Linked DNA regions of Anas platyrhynchos: region 1 is linked to region 2. Evidence: chromatin contacts called from public Hi-C data. All regions are on one chromosome and are shown on one strand. Each heading gives the region's core, a stretch centred on a gene start, on an enhancer-like site or on the middle of the called end of the contact. The rest is flanking DNA. Distances are from core to core; before and after follow the strand shown.

Evidence for each region. A called contact is a pair of places that touch in the nucleus more often than the background predicts.
Region 1: a Hi-C map of F5 follicle shows a contact between it and region 2, with 1.9 times the contacts expected there. The contact joins two enhancer-like sites. A contact is called at or near these places in 4 of 8 Hi-C or Micro-C datasets (F1 follicle, F5 follicle, skeletal muscle and 1 more).

What each region holds. Positions count from the first base shown.
Region 1 is chr16:10,267,890-10,270,884 of IASCAAS_PekinDuck_T2T, forward strand. All of the region lies in intron 5 of PPIL2 (peptidylprolyl isomerase like 2), which reads right to left. Among named protein-coding and RNA genes, the nearest start is that of PPIL2, 13 kb to the right of the region's middle. Within about 2 kb of position 1,367, at least 6 of the 8 cell types and tissues checked have an H3K27ac peak or open chromatin away from gene starts, as enhancers often do. A contact at or near this core is called in F1 follicle, F5 follicle and small yellow follicle, where this site is marked.
Region 2 is chr16:10,223,294-10,226,242 of IASCAAS_PekinDuck_T2T, forward strand. PPIL2 (peptidylprolyl isomerase like 2) reads right to left here. Exons shown (of 20, transcript XM_027469628.3): 15 at 2,707-2,824; 16 at 7-63. Among named protein-coding and RNA genes, the nearest start is that of YPEL1, 53 kb to the left of the region's middle. Within about 2 kb of position 1,323, at least 4 of the 8 cell types and tissues checked have an H3K27ac peak or open chromatin away from gene starts, as enhancers often do. A contact at or near this core is called in F1 follicle, F5 follicle and small yellow follicle, where this site is marked.

The DNA.
Region 1 (2,995 bases), core at 117-2,616, 45 kb after region 2:
TGCACTGCCTGGACTCTTTTTTTCCAGGATAAGAGCTTGGTATGATGAAGTGCTGCATGGACATCAAATGCTGATGGCCTTGGACCAGACTCCTACCAAACCCGTGGAAAGTGGCCTTGGCATGTCAACTCTTGAGCAGCACCGTGCTTCAGCTCAGCTGGCAACAGCTACCCCCTGAGCCCTCCCCTGTATCACGAGGGAACTTCCTCCTACTGATAAAGGACGTTGTTTGTGCAATCTATTTATGGAGAGGCATGGAAACGGGCTGAGCCTTGTCTATGAGAAAATGTGTGAAAAATCTAATCAGGGCAACAGCTCAGAAATATTTTGAGAAGTTGATGAACGCATCTAATGCAAGGAAAGACAGGAAAGGGATTTGTCAAAGGAGATCTCTGGAGCACCAGAACAGCAAAACCAGGCTCTGATTTGCTACAAGAGATTGCCATGGCCTACCGAGGCAGCAGCATTGGGCAACTCTGCACAAAGTACACTCGGAGGGGGAGCCCAGCCCGCAGGACAGGACTTCCAGCAGGTCTGATTCTGAAAGGTGCACACATCACAGAGGAAACTGTGAAAGAACATGAGACACACATCTCTATCTTATCTCCCCTGCCCCACCCCGAGTTTTTCATTTCATTTGAAAATAAGGTTATCTCGCATGTGGGTGAATCTTCTTTTATTTATTCTCCATCAAAAAAAAGCCCAAGCTTCCTAAACACTGCCAGGGTTTGTTGCCATGGAAATGACCATTACACCGTAAACAGGCACCAGCCCTCACGAGAAGAGACAGCAGGAGTGAATGAGCCCTTAAATGAGTTAAAGTACTTGCTTTCCTGAATTCCATATTAGCAATAAAACGTGAGGGAGCTCGAATATTGAATACACTGCTGCTCAGAACTGTTTCTGACCCGAGTTTCCTCCCCATTCATCCAGTTTCAGTCAATTTCCAGTGAAGAAAGGAAGGAAAAAAGCAATGGTTATTAAAAAAAACCACTTGATCTAATTAAAATTCTAAATTCATAATAAAAAAGAAAGGCCACAAGCATGCGCCACTTCCCCTAAGCAGAAACAAGAGCTGTATATTCGCTTCTAAAAATATTTTATGCAGGAATGCTGGAAAGCAGACGCATTTAACGGCATGTAATGCCAGCTGCTCCACAGCAAGGAAGAGCTACAAAACAAACCCAAAACCCATGCGAGCTTTTTCCTCGGCTGACTCCTCTCTCGCAGGCACGCTTCCACAAAGGCAGCCAAGGCTACTTTTGGCCATGACCTACTTTCTGGCAGCGGCGAGAAGCCCCACCGCCCTGCTCTCATCTGTCAGCTGACACCGCTCGGTCCTGCGGGATACCAAAGGGCAACCTCCTCTCCTGATACCCAGTGCAGAGGTTATTACGAAGCGTAGGTTAGTGGGGCACTGTGGCAGTTAGCAGATGAAGTACGCCGATTGTTTCAAATTAAATCATTCTTTGTCATCGCTGTGTCTCTCATGAAGATATGACCTACAATCCTCGTGCATCAATTAGTTACACTCTCTGAGTCCCTTCGGTCTGTGGCAGCATGTTCTTTTTTGTTAATGAGGCTCTGACCCCGTTGGATACACACCAGCCGAAAAACAATCAAAATGGGCTCATTTGATTCTCTAACTGCACATGGTTAGAGTTGGTGACGTGCAGCAGGAGTTGTATTTAGTAAATACAGACCTCACCACTCTGTCAGCTTTAACAGAGTTCCTAATTACTTCAGAACTGGACACTCTTCCTAATGGCCTCTGGCAGGAACACACAGTAATCCAGTGAAGCTATCCCAGGGAAAAATTAGTGTGTCACACCTGAACTCGTTGACAACACGAGGACAAAATCATCCGGTGCTGGCATGGCTACGTGGGTGGTTCTCATCCCACCAAAACAAGCAATGTGGAGTTAACTCAAATAGAAAAAAAAGCCAAACCAAATGCTAATAATGAAACACAATGCTGCCTACCAAGTAGCAAATTTAACTTCACACAAGCAGATTGATTTTGTATTAAATTCTTTGATTCCTTTAGAGGTGACACTTCTTACTCTCTGTATGCAACTTCCCATTTCAAGAAGCCCTCATATAATTTTTCCTGCTATAAAACCATCAAGAAATATGGTATTATTAATTGAATGTTTGAATATTATTTGAATAACTCCACGTATACTTTTATTTATTTCAGATCTTGTAAATGGATTTAATGATGACAAAAAGTCACTGGAAATTCTTAGCAAGTCTACACTTCATGGGATGGGAAACAGCAGTACTGGTTTAATTAGGTAAACTACATTCATGTAGTTCAATGTTTCATGGAAAAATTGGGGTCTGTGGCCAAAAAGACAGAATAGTCTTCTGGTTCAAGCTATGGTTTCTATGTTCAGTTCAACAGCATAAGTATATTTGTCACATGCACAACACCTACCAAGTACTAAGAAAATACCCTCAATTCACATTCTTGTGTGAAACTGCTGCTTTAACCGTGGCTTTCACCCTGCTACTGAACTGGTATGGAAATGGACACAAAAGATCCTTCGTTACCCACTTCCAGACCACTGAATTTCCATATTTAAATTTTAATTAAACTGACACCATATGGTCACCAAACCCTTGTCCATAGAACCATACAGATACGCTTAATAACACACATGGCTCGCAGATACCAGCAATAATGTTGCCGTATCAAAGAGCGCATTAGCAGAAATTACCATGAGATAAAGATGTACTGTTTCTTGTGTAAGATTAAATCTGCAGTCTTAATGTGCCCGGAAGTCTATCAGTCCAGAGATAAGCAGCCAAATACAACATGGCTTATGGACAATAAAACTATGCAGAAGGATCGAAAATCTAGTCTCCAATTTTAGTGAAAAATAGGCAAGCAGTGATCTGTGGGAACCTCATGCTGCATCTCATTTAAGGCTGAAGTGTTTCACAGTTGCTAGTTTTTCGAGTGTCACAATCACAAAAACCCATCCAATGT
Region 2 (2,949 bases), core at 73-2,572:
ACGTACCTTCCAAACACTGTATGCTTCTTGTCCAGATATGCACAAGAGCGGAATGTGATAAAGCTGGAAAGAATAAAGACATAAGGGTTAGAATATTATCTCATTGAAACTCAGCAATAGCAAGCTATGCTTAAAACCAGAAAATGTATGTAACAGCCCTCTGCAAAGAGACAGATTTCTCTCTTTTCTGGAGTCCAGCTGGCCAAATACCCTTTAACTTCTCCGTTTTGTGGGTTTTGTCTTGGATTTGTGGAGTTTGGGCTTCTCATTTTTATGCCTTACTAACATCCCCAAACAGTACTCCAAACATGGTGGTTTGCACCATGTCCAAAAATAATCAGAGCATCTGCCTCCTTGGCCAGGCAGGCTTTGGAAAGCTTACTGCAGGACAGTGATACATGGTTCTTGCTTGAGGAGGACATTTCTTGTGCATGACTGGGAGCTTGTATCCAGCAAATGTAGTTATATAACACAACAACCCTCTGCCAGTGTAAACTTTTATCTTTTTGGATATCTACTATTTGCATTTATATATTTTTTCCATTAAATTGAACCATCTATGATCCATCTCTCCTCTGGAGAGAGAAAATTTGTGTTTTGTTACAAACATGGCAGAAGAACACTTGAAAGCGTCAGAAGCAATGAAAACCTGCGCAACTTGGATTCTTAGTTGTGTGTATGTGTGTTATTTTTAAATTTAAACACAGGAACTGAAATAAAAAATCCAAAGTAATCTTTACTACTAAAGCTTTTCTCTAAAGCTTAATGCTTCTTTGGAAGACCTGGACTAGAAGCGTATGAGACAGAGGTTTCCACTCTGTGGTCTGCAGACCACGATGGCCCACGTTGGCTGGACATGCAGTACTGGCTCTCCTCCCTGTCTCCATCTGTTACACTACATTTGAGACGGCTAAAAATATATAAACATTCCAAAAGCACTTTTCCATATAAGCCACTGCCTCAGGAAGTTATATGATTGCAAATAGGAGGGGCTGCAATCTACTAGTCAATCTATTAAAACGTAGCTTGCCCTAGGAAAGCTTTGAGACGCTGTAAATGCACACTCCCACACAGGGCATACATTACAACTTAGCCTTGTGCATGGATTCTTTGCACCACTTTCTTCTTAGATATCCAAATATGTAGATTAGCAGGTGGTCACTTAAGATAGCATATAGTAATAGATACAGACAGTAACAAAAAAAAAATCTGAGCAGAGGCAAATATTTTGAGAAAGCTCCTCAACCATTACTGCAGTCAAAATAAAATGAAGGACAATGGAATAAATACAACTCAGGGTCATCCAGGGAGAGAAGTCCTCAGCATTACTTGAGCAACCCTTTACACAGGGAACCCAGCTCACTTTGCATTGCAGTGACCACCACCTATGGGGAGAGAACCAGTTCTCAAGGTCACAACAGTTGCCCAAAGTCTCTAAACACTGCCTAGGACATTTTAAATATATAGGCAGCTGGAGTCTCTCAAGGACTTCACGTGTAAAGGAATTTCATATTTCATTTGCAAATTTTAGGGAAGCATTTACAGCAGCAGATGATGTGACTCAATATGGCACATCACTCATGAACTGTCTGTGACTCGTTTCTTGAATACCTCCCCCACCCCCCTTTTTTTAAAGCCTCTACTCTTCCCTAATTTAGCACCTGAGTGCTGGCAGTAACATTCAAATCCAAAATAAGCTCTACAGTAACTCAGTCCTGCAAACTGCCCGACACGTGCTTAGCCTTAAGCACGTGAGTAAGCCTATTAAACACCTCGAGACAAGCGCTTGTGTTTAATTAAATTTAACCACACTGTTGCACAGCTTACCAGCCATAATAATACAAAGCATCATGAAGACCAACACCAAGAGTCCCCTCCCTTGCTACCCAGTCCCAACACATAGCACTGTACACACACACACACACACACACACACACACACACACACAGTCTCCCGGGGTTCCCAATAAAGGTACAAGTTTTTTCTTTGCAGTACCTAGACAGCAACCAAGACACAGATGGCTCAAAGTGACACCGAGCATTTTCAGAAGTCTGCTGGCAAACATCCATATTTATGTTAGATATAAAGTAGGTTATTACAACTTTGATATTTTAAATTTAATTTGTTGTTCTTTCTCCTTCCTTACATAATTCATTTTTTTTCCACATTTTAGTCCTTATTCTGCTTCGCACACTGAAAACCAAGTAATTTTCTATCTCAGATCTTTCACTCTGTCATGCTTGTGTTCTGTAAGTTTGTAGAAATCAGAACTGTTCTTATGTATTTAAAAGCAGACTACTAAAAAGAAGCAATGTTTCTAAGGATTATGGTATGTATTTTATTTCATTAAGTACTCAATAAAAGTTCAATATGGGACTAAATTTAAACAGAGTGCTGAGGTACAATGATTTCACAGGGATAAGAGTGGGGTTACACGAGAAAAAATGGAAACTACAAACCATAAAATAGAAAAGATAAATTAACGATATAATAAACCTACAAGTCTTCTCGACATGCCTCATGGTGCTCTTAGATTGGGTAACAGCAGCTGTAGCAACGCTGTTTTCAATATGCAGCACTTGACAGAATATTTCACTTGACTGAGCTTTAAAGAGTAGCTCATAAAATGTCATTTATTTTCTTAACGGAGCAAGACACAATGTCTAGAGGGAAACAATAAAATACAAAGAGCAAGCGACTACTTACAACTGTGATTTGTTTGTGTTAGGTCCTGAATTGGCCATACTAAGAACACCACGTCCTGTATGGGACAAGTTGGGCTTGAATTCATCTTTAAAAGGTTTTCCCCAGTAAGACTCTCCACCTGAAAGAAGAAAAGACGATAGAAATGATTGCTTTCATTAGCTTCCCAATGCATTCTATAGCAGACACTGACATTAAATTCAAGGTTTCTGGGACTTCTGATTGCTACGTATATAATGTATTCTT